2 separate regions of the Sus scrofa genome follow, and region 1 is linked to region 2. The links are chromatin contacts, called in public HiChIP or PLAC-seq maps. All regions are on one chromosome and are shown on one strand. Each heading gives the region's core, a stretch centred on a gene start, on an enhancer-like site or on the middle of the called end of the contact. The rest is flanking DNA. Distances are from core to core; before and after follow the strand shown. Region 1 has its middle 180 kb from the start of IRS1. Region 2 has its middle 310 kb from the start of IRS1.

Region 1 (2,700 bases), core at 100-2,599, 130 kb before region 2:
TGCAGTTAGGCGCCCACCTGCTCCCTCTCAAGCATTTTCCATCCTTAGGAAGTTCCAGAAAATGTCACAAATCAAACCTGGATCACAAGTAGAAAGTGGATTTTACCTTGTGAAATCAAAAACAAACAAAAATAAAATAAGAGACCAGGTCATTTCCGGTCAGAAAGGGGATTGAAACAAAAGAGTAATCTTAAAAAGAATACAGTTGTAAAACACACCTTAGGAAAGAAATGCAGTTTTTAAGAACTTGGTGGCTTATTGTCTGGCTTAGTCTCAGAGTCTTGGAATATACTATCCAATAAAGTCATTTTATACCTGCCTGGCTGAGTTTCTTATCTGTGAAATGGGACACCAAAACTGTTTGCTCTTTAACTGACAATAGCAACTTCACCTTCTGAAATTATTAGACAAATCTTTGCCTGTCAAATTAAAATATTCTCGTAACCCTCTTGTGCAAACAAGAGGATTTATCTTCAGCGAATTAGTACCTTCAGTCAGAGAGAGAAAATCTTTTTTTAGCATGCCAATAAAGATCAGCACCTAACTTAAAAAAATAAATAAATCAAAAAGGATTTCCCGGAAGTCTGAGAGGCTTGAATAAGGAATCGGTTTCTTTGTGATTTGGAATGATTTATTCTCAAACAATTCACCTTAGGACATTTTTCTCCAATTACCAAAGGTCTGGCAAGGGAGAATCTTGAGTGACATATTCAACAGAAGATCCTTTGGAAAGCTCTCCTAGTTCCTCTTTGGGATCCAACAAGGGGACAAAGTTAGAAACTAGGAAACATTTGCCTGGCTCCTCATCAGAAAAAGAGATATTTAATCCCATCTAGTATTACATGCAGCTTTGCTCAAAATAAAGCAGCTGCTTGGGAACCGATTTGAGCCCATTTCTATTTAAGCGGATCCATTTTTTGCGTGTGTATCTTCTTCAGCTGAATCTGACTTGTCAGGCTGAGAACATATGTGTGTGCCGTTCCAGAAAGAATGCACATTTATTTTCCTCCCATTTAATGTTTGAACATGATCACAGTCACCAGATGGGTCAGAAAAACAATGACAGCATGGTATAAATCTTCAGAGGGTTTATCAATCTGATTGACTTGAGAAGATAAAGTGGATTTTGCTAGAAATCCAATAAACTCCACCTCAAATAATAATAAGGGTTTGTGCCAATTTTCTCCTTTATTATACTCTCCACCCTTTTACTTTTTGTTCTCTTTTCTCTTTCACTTCCTTCACAGTGTAAGGATTGTTTTATTCTCTAAAGCTGTTAGGTGAGGCTAAATTCTTCTAGCCTAATTGGTCAAGGAAATTGGAGGGCATGTGTTGGAATGGAATTAGTACAGGGCTCAGATTCTTAGCACAGACTCTTCTTCCAAAACAAGCTCTACCTTCACTCCCCTGCAATGTCCTCCAGCCTTGGTTTCTTCGCCAAAAAAAAAAAAAAAAAAAAAAAAAAAAAAATCAAGGCTAACTTTTCCTGAGGTTGCGTGAGTTAGGTTATGAATATGAAGCCTCTAGTCCAAGAGAATGCCAATTACTCCTTTGGATACTCAAAATTAGATTTGTCAGCCAGAAGTACATTCTCTTTAAGGAGGCAGGAATTGTTTCCAAGAGGAAAGAAATGTTCTTTACCAAAGACCTTTGATAGTACATAGAATTTAACCTGTATTCTCTAATGGTACTATGGCCTGGTTGTAGGAATACAACTAGGATATATTCTCTGGATATATTCAATTTGCTCTTGTTTACTAATCAGAAAATTGCAAGTCATATCTCTACCTGTAATGTTAGGCAACATCAAACTCCAGAATTCTCTTTCGTTCCAAAGTGAGGCTTTAGATATCTGATTCTTAAAAAATAACAGGTTGGGTCTACCAGATGGGTCCTGTTGAAATCTACCAGAGTTCCCAGTAAATGTACTCCCCACAGCAAGTCTAGCAGATAGAGATTTTTCAAATTAACATACTGAAGACATCTGGAGTCAAAAAGCCTTCATTTTGGCCACGGAATTTAACAGCTGCCAAGATAAAAGTTTTCAATCAGGTCACTATTCTTTATGGGGATTAGAGACCAGAACATAGGAACAAGTAAGGAACAAGCTAGGACTTGAAGAGGGATTGGTCACCACTGGATGTCTTTTGGCAGGTAATGAGGTGATCATTCTGGCAGATAGTGGGAGGGAGAGTTGAGAATAAAAGTAGGAGGCTATTATAGTGTATAGGTAAGAGATATTTGTGTCTTTTGCTAGGGAATGGCCATAGAGATGGAGGGAAAAAAAAGGATTCAGTATATATTTTTGAAGTAGCCTTTGAATAGAGTGTGCTAATGGGTTGGCTATTGGGAACAGAAGCAATGAGACCAAGAGAGAAATCAAGGATGACTCCTAGGTTTTGAGTTTGTCCACATAGGGGGTGGTGGGTACCATGGAGCATGGATGGGGAGAAACTGCTTGGGGATCAAAACCACAGATATTATTTCAGCTGTGTTAGTTTAACCCTAATGATGCCCATTAAAATTTGATATGAATCAACAGTATAATTAGTGAAAGGACAACTTATAAGAGGTAAGTTCTCTTTTGTTGAAGAACAGGTTACTGAATATCAGGTGCAAAGGGAAACCTAACTTATAGAGAAAATGTAGTATATAACTCTGAGGTGACCTGGCCCTTTTCCTTCTTTCCACATCTCTCAG
Region 2 (2,757 bases), core at 165-2,664:
AACTCGAAGGGATTCCCTTTGGAAGTGACAATGTTTTTGCAGTTTTATCATGCCTGAGCTAAATATAAGCACTGTATCTCATTACTTTTAATGTGGGGCTTTTGATATGTATGTAGGTATCATCTTTAAAATCCAGCAATGCCACTGCTGTTGGCTGATTAGTAGAAGAGGAATGCGAATTTTTCAAAAATGTTTTGATTCTGTTGACTCAATAAAGTTTTATTCTCTAGAGCTGTGCTGTCCAATATGGTGGCCTTAGCCATATGGGACTATGGAAATTCAATTAAAACCAAACAAAATGAAATTTTGATTATTGAGTCACAGAGGTCACATTTAAAGGGCTCAATATCCATTACTGCAGGAGGTCCTATTGGACAGCACAATTCTCAATAGAGAACACTTGATTTGATTAATATCTAATTTCCTCAGTCATTTGTCTGATTGTTGAAAAGGAAAGGTGGCAGGAAGGTTGAGATATGACAGTGGAGACATCCATACAGGGAAAACATTTATTTTCGTTCTAAGGGCCTCTTATTTTACAATGTTCTATTCCCACTGTAACTGTTCTTCTGTATAGTTTATACTCTGGTGATACCCTTCCTTGGGCCACTTCTCCCTGCATTTTTGGTCCTTGGCTCACTGCGTTCCTTGGAGCTCCAAGGGAGGTGTCTTTGCCTCTTGCTTCAGTGTATATGCCAGAACCTTTGTGAAAACTTCTCTGACCCCATCAAACCCCAAATTACCCTACATTTTTAAGTGCTCAAAGCATTTTACTTGTACCTCTATTACAGCATTTTCCCCTCTCAATTAAAGTTTTACGTGTCTTGGAGTTCCTAGTGTAGCACAGTGGGTTAAGGATCTGGTGCTGTCTCTGTGGCAGTGTGGGTTCAATCCCCAGCCTGGCACAGTGTGTTAAGGATCTGGTGTTGCCACAGCTGTGGCATAGGTCACAGCTGCGGCTCAGATTCCATTCCTGGCCTGGGAACTTCCATATGCTGTGGGTCTGGCTGTAAAATTTAAAATAAACAGACAATTAAATAAATAAATAAATGAATTTTACATGTCTAAGTCTCCCACTGGATTGTAAGCTTTTTGAAGAAAAAGAGGACCCGTCTCTCTCTCCCCTCCACAGCTTTTTATGCATAACTGCGTAACAAAGACTATAGAGAGCGAATTAAATTTCCTTTGGAGTGAGGAATAAAAAAAGCTGGCTGTTTGAAGTCAAGTGAGGGTTTGCCTAAAGACACACTGCTGGGGGTTGGGTAGGGTTGCAGAGGATGCAGGCAGGAGGAAGACAGAGCCAACCACGAGACAGCTAACCTTGTCTGGTCACAGACTTGAGAGGTGGCTGCAGGCTGGCCATGTTTCATAGGTCACAAAACACCACAGGGCATTCCTCCTGGCGGAGACCAACCCCAGGCAGCATGAGTCACTCTCTCCCAGAGCTCATGTGGCACTTAATCCATGTCTCTGCTCTATTCTGTGTCCTCAGGCCGGGAGCTTTTTGGTGTCAATGTCACTATCTCACCCTGTCACCCCTCCTCTCCACATGGTCTGCTCCATCCATTCTAGGTCCTAGGTCATACATTCCAGTAAGAGGTTCTCAGTAAATTGTGGCTGAATAAATCCAAATGGGGCTAAGAAATGAGTGAAAGATAGGTTCATTTGTGCCATATTTTAGATTCCACATGTAAGTGATATCATATGGTTTTTGTCTTTCTGACTGACTTCACTTAGTATGAGCATCTCTAGGTCCATCCATGCTATTGCCAATGGCTTTGTTTTGTTCAGGGACCTGTATTCATTCTCTTGGGATAGAAGATAATGGAAAACAGCATGAGAAAAAAGAAGGGATACATACGAATGACTGGGTCACTATGCTCTATATCAGAAATTGACACAACACTGCAAGTCAATTATACTTTAAAAAACAAAGGAAAAAAAGAAAAAAGAAAAAAAAAAACAAATGAGTGAAAGATCATCACAGGTAGAATGTGAAATGTGTAAGATGGTGGAGTACAAATAGGAGTGCGGCACGTGTTGCCAGAGATATTTTATTTATTTTTAAATAGCATGGGGTCTTTGGGTCATCTCCCCCATTTAACCCAGCCGTATCTTGGCATGCCTGGAATTCTGAATGAGGTTGGATCCATCATCACGTCTATTTTTCCCACAAAGAGCCTGTTTTAACTGGAGATAAAACTCTCTTTCTTCATCTTCAAAAGGACGCTCAAGACGTTTTGAAGAAAAATTCTCCCCTTTGACTTTTCTCTCTCCATGTTTCCTGGGGTCACTGTGGAGTGAATTTGGAGACTCAGGGCTGGAGTATGTGGAACCTGGAACTCTTGCCACGGTGGGAGGGAAGTTCATCAAAGCACACGTGTGGTCAAGGAAACTTAAAAATACAGCTGATTTCTCAAGGTGAAAAAAAATTCATTAAGCTTTCAATAAGCTGCTTCTTTCTGAAGAAATCAGTTGATTTACTTACCAAAAAACAAAAAAAGCTGCCAGCTGAGGAAAACGCAACGCACTCTTCCAAAAGGATCCTTTGAGTAGAAGGAACACGTAAATTCCAAGAAAATTTAGTTAGAAAGAACAGTTTATTCTCACTGGTGCCTTCTCATCACATCAGTATTTATTCCCCCCAAATGCCCTTTATTTATTCATTTTAAACCATTGGTGTCTACATGTTGGTTCGGACATAAAGAACTTTTCTTACCACAAAGACCCTTTGGGGACACCACGTGGAGACCTCAG

What was found. HiChIP or PLAC-seq counts read pairs in DNA pulled down with a chosen protein or histone mark.
Region 1: an H3K27ac HiChIP or PLAC-seq map of skeletal muscle shows a contact between it and region 2. The contact joins two enhancer-like sites.

Annotation. Positions count from the first base shown.
Region 1 is chr15:128,129,455-128,132,154 of Sscrofa11.1, reverse strand. No RefSeq gene overlaps it. Among named protein-coding and RNA genes, the nearest start is that of IRS1, 180 kb to the left of the region's middle. Within about 2 kb of position 1,349, at least 2 of the 83 cell types and tissues checked have an H3K27ac peak or open chromatin away from gene starts, as enhancers often do. A contact at or near this core is called in skeletal muscle, where this site is marked.
Region 2 is chr15:127,995,803-127,998,559 of Sscrofa11.1, reverse strand. No RefSeq gene overlaps it. Among named protein-coding and RNA genes, the nearest start is that of IRS1, 310 kb to the left of the region's middle. Within about 2 kb of position 1,414, at least 6 of the 83 cell types and tissues checked have an H3K27ac peak or open chromatin away from gene starts, as enhancers often do. A contact at or near this core is called in skeletal muscle, where this site is marked.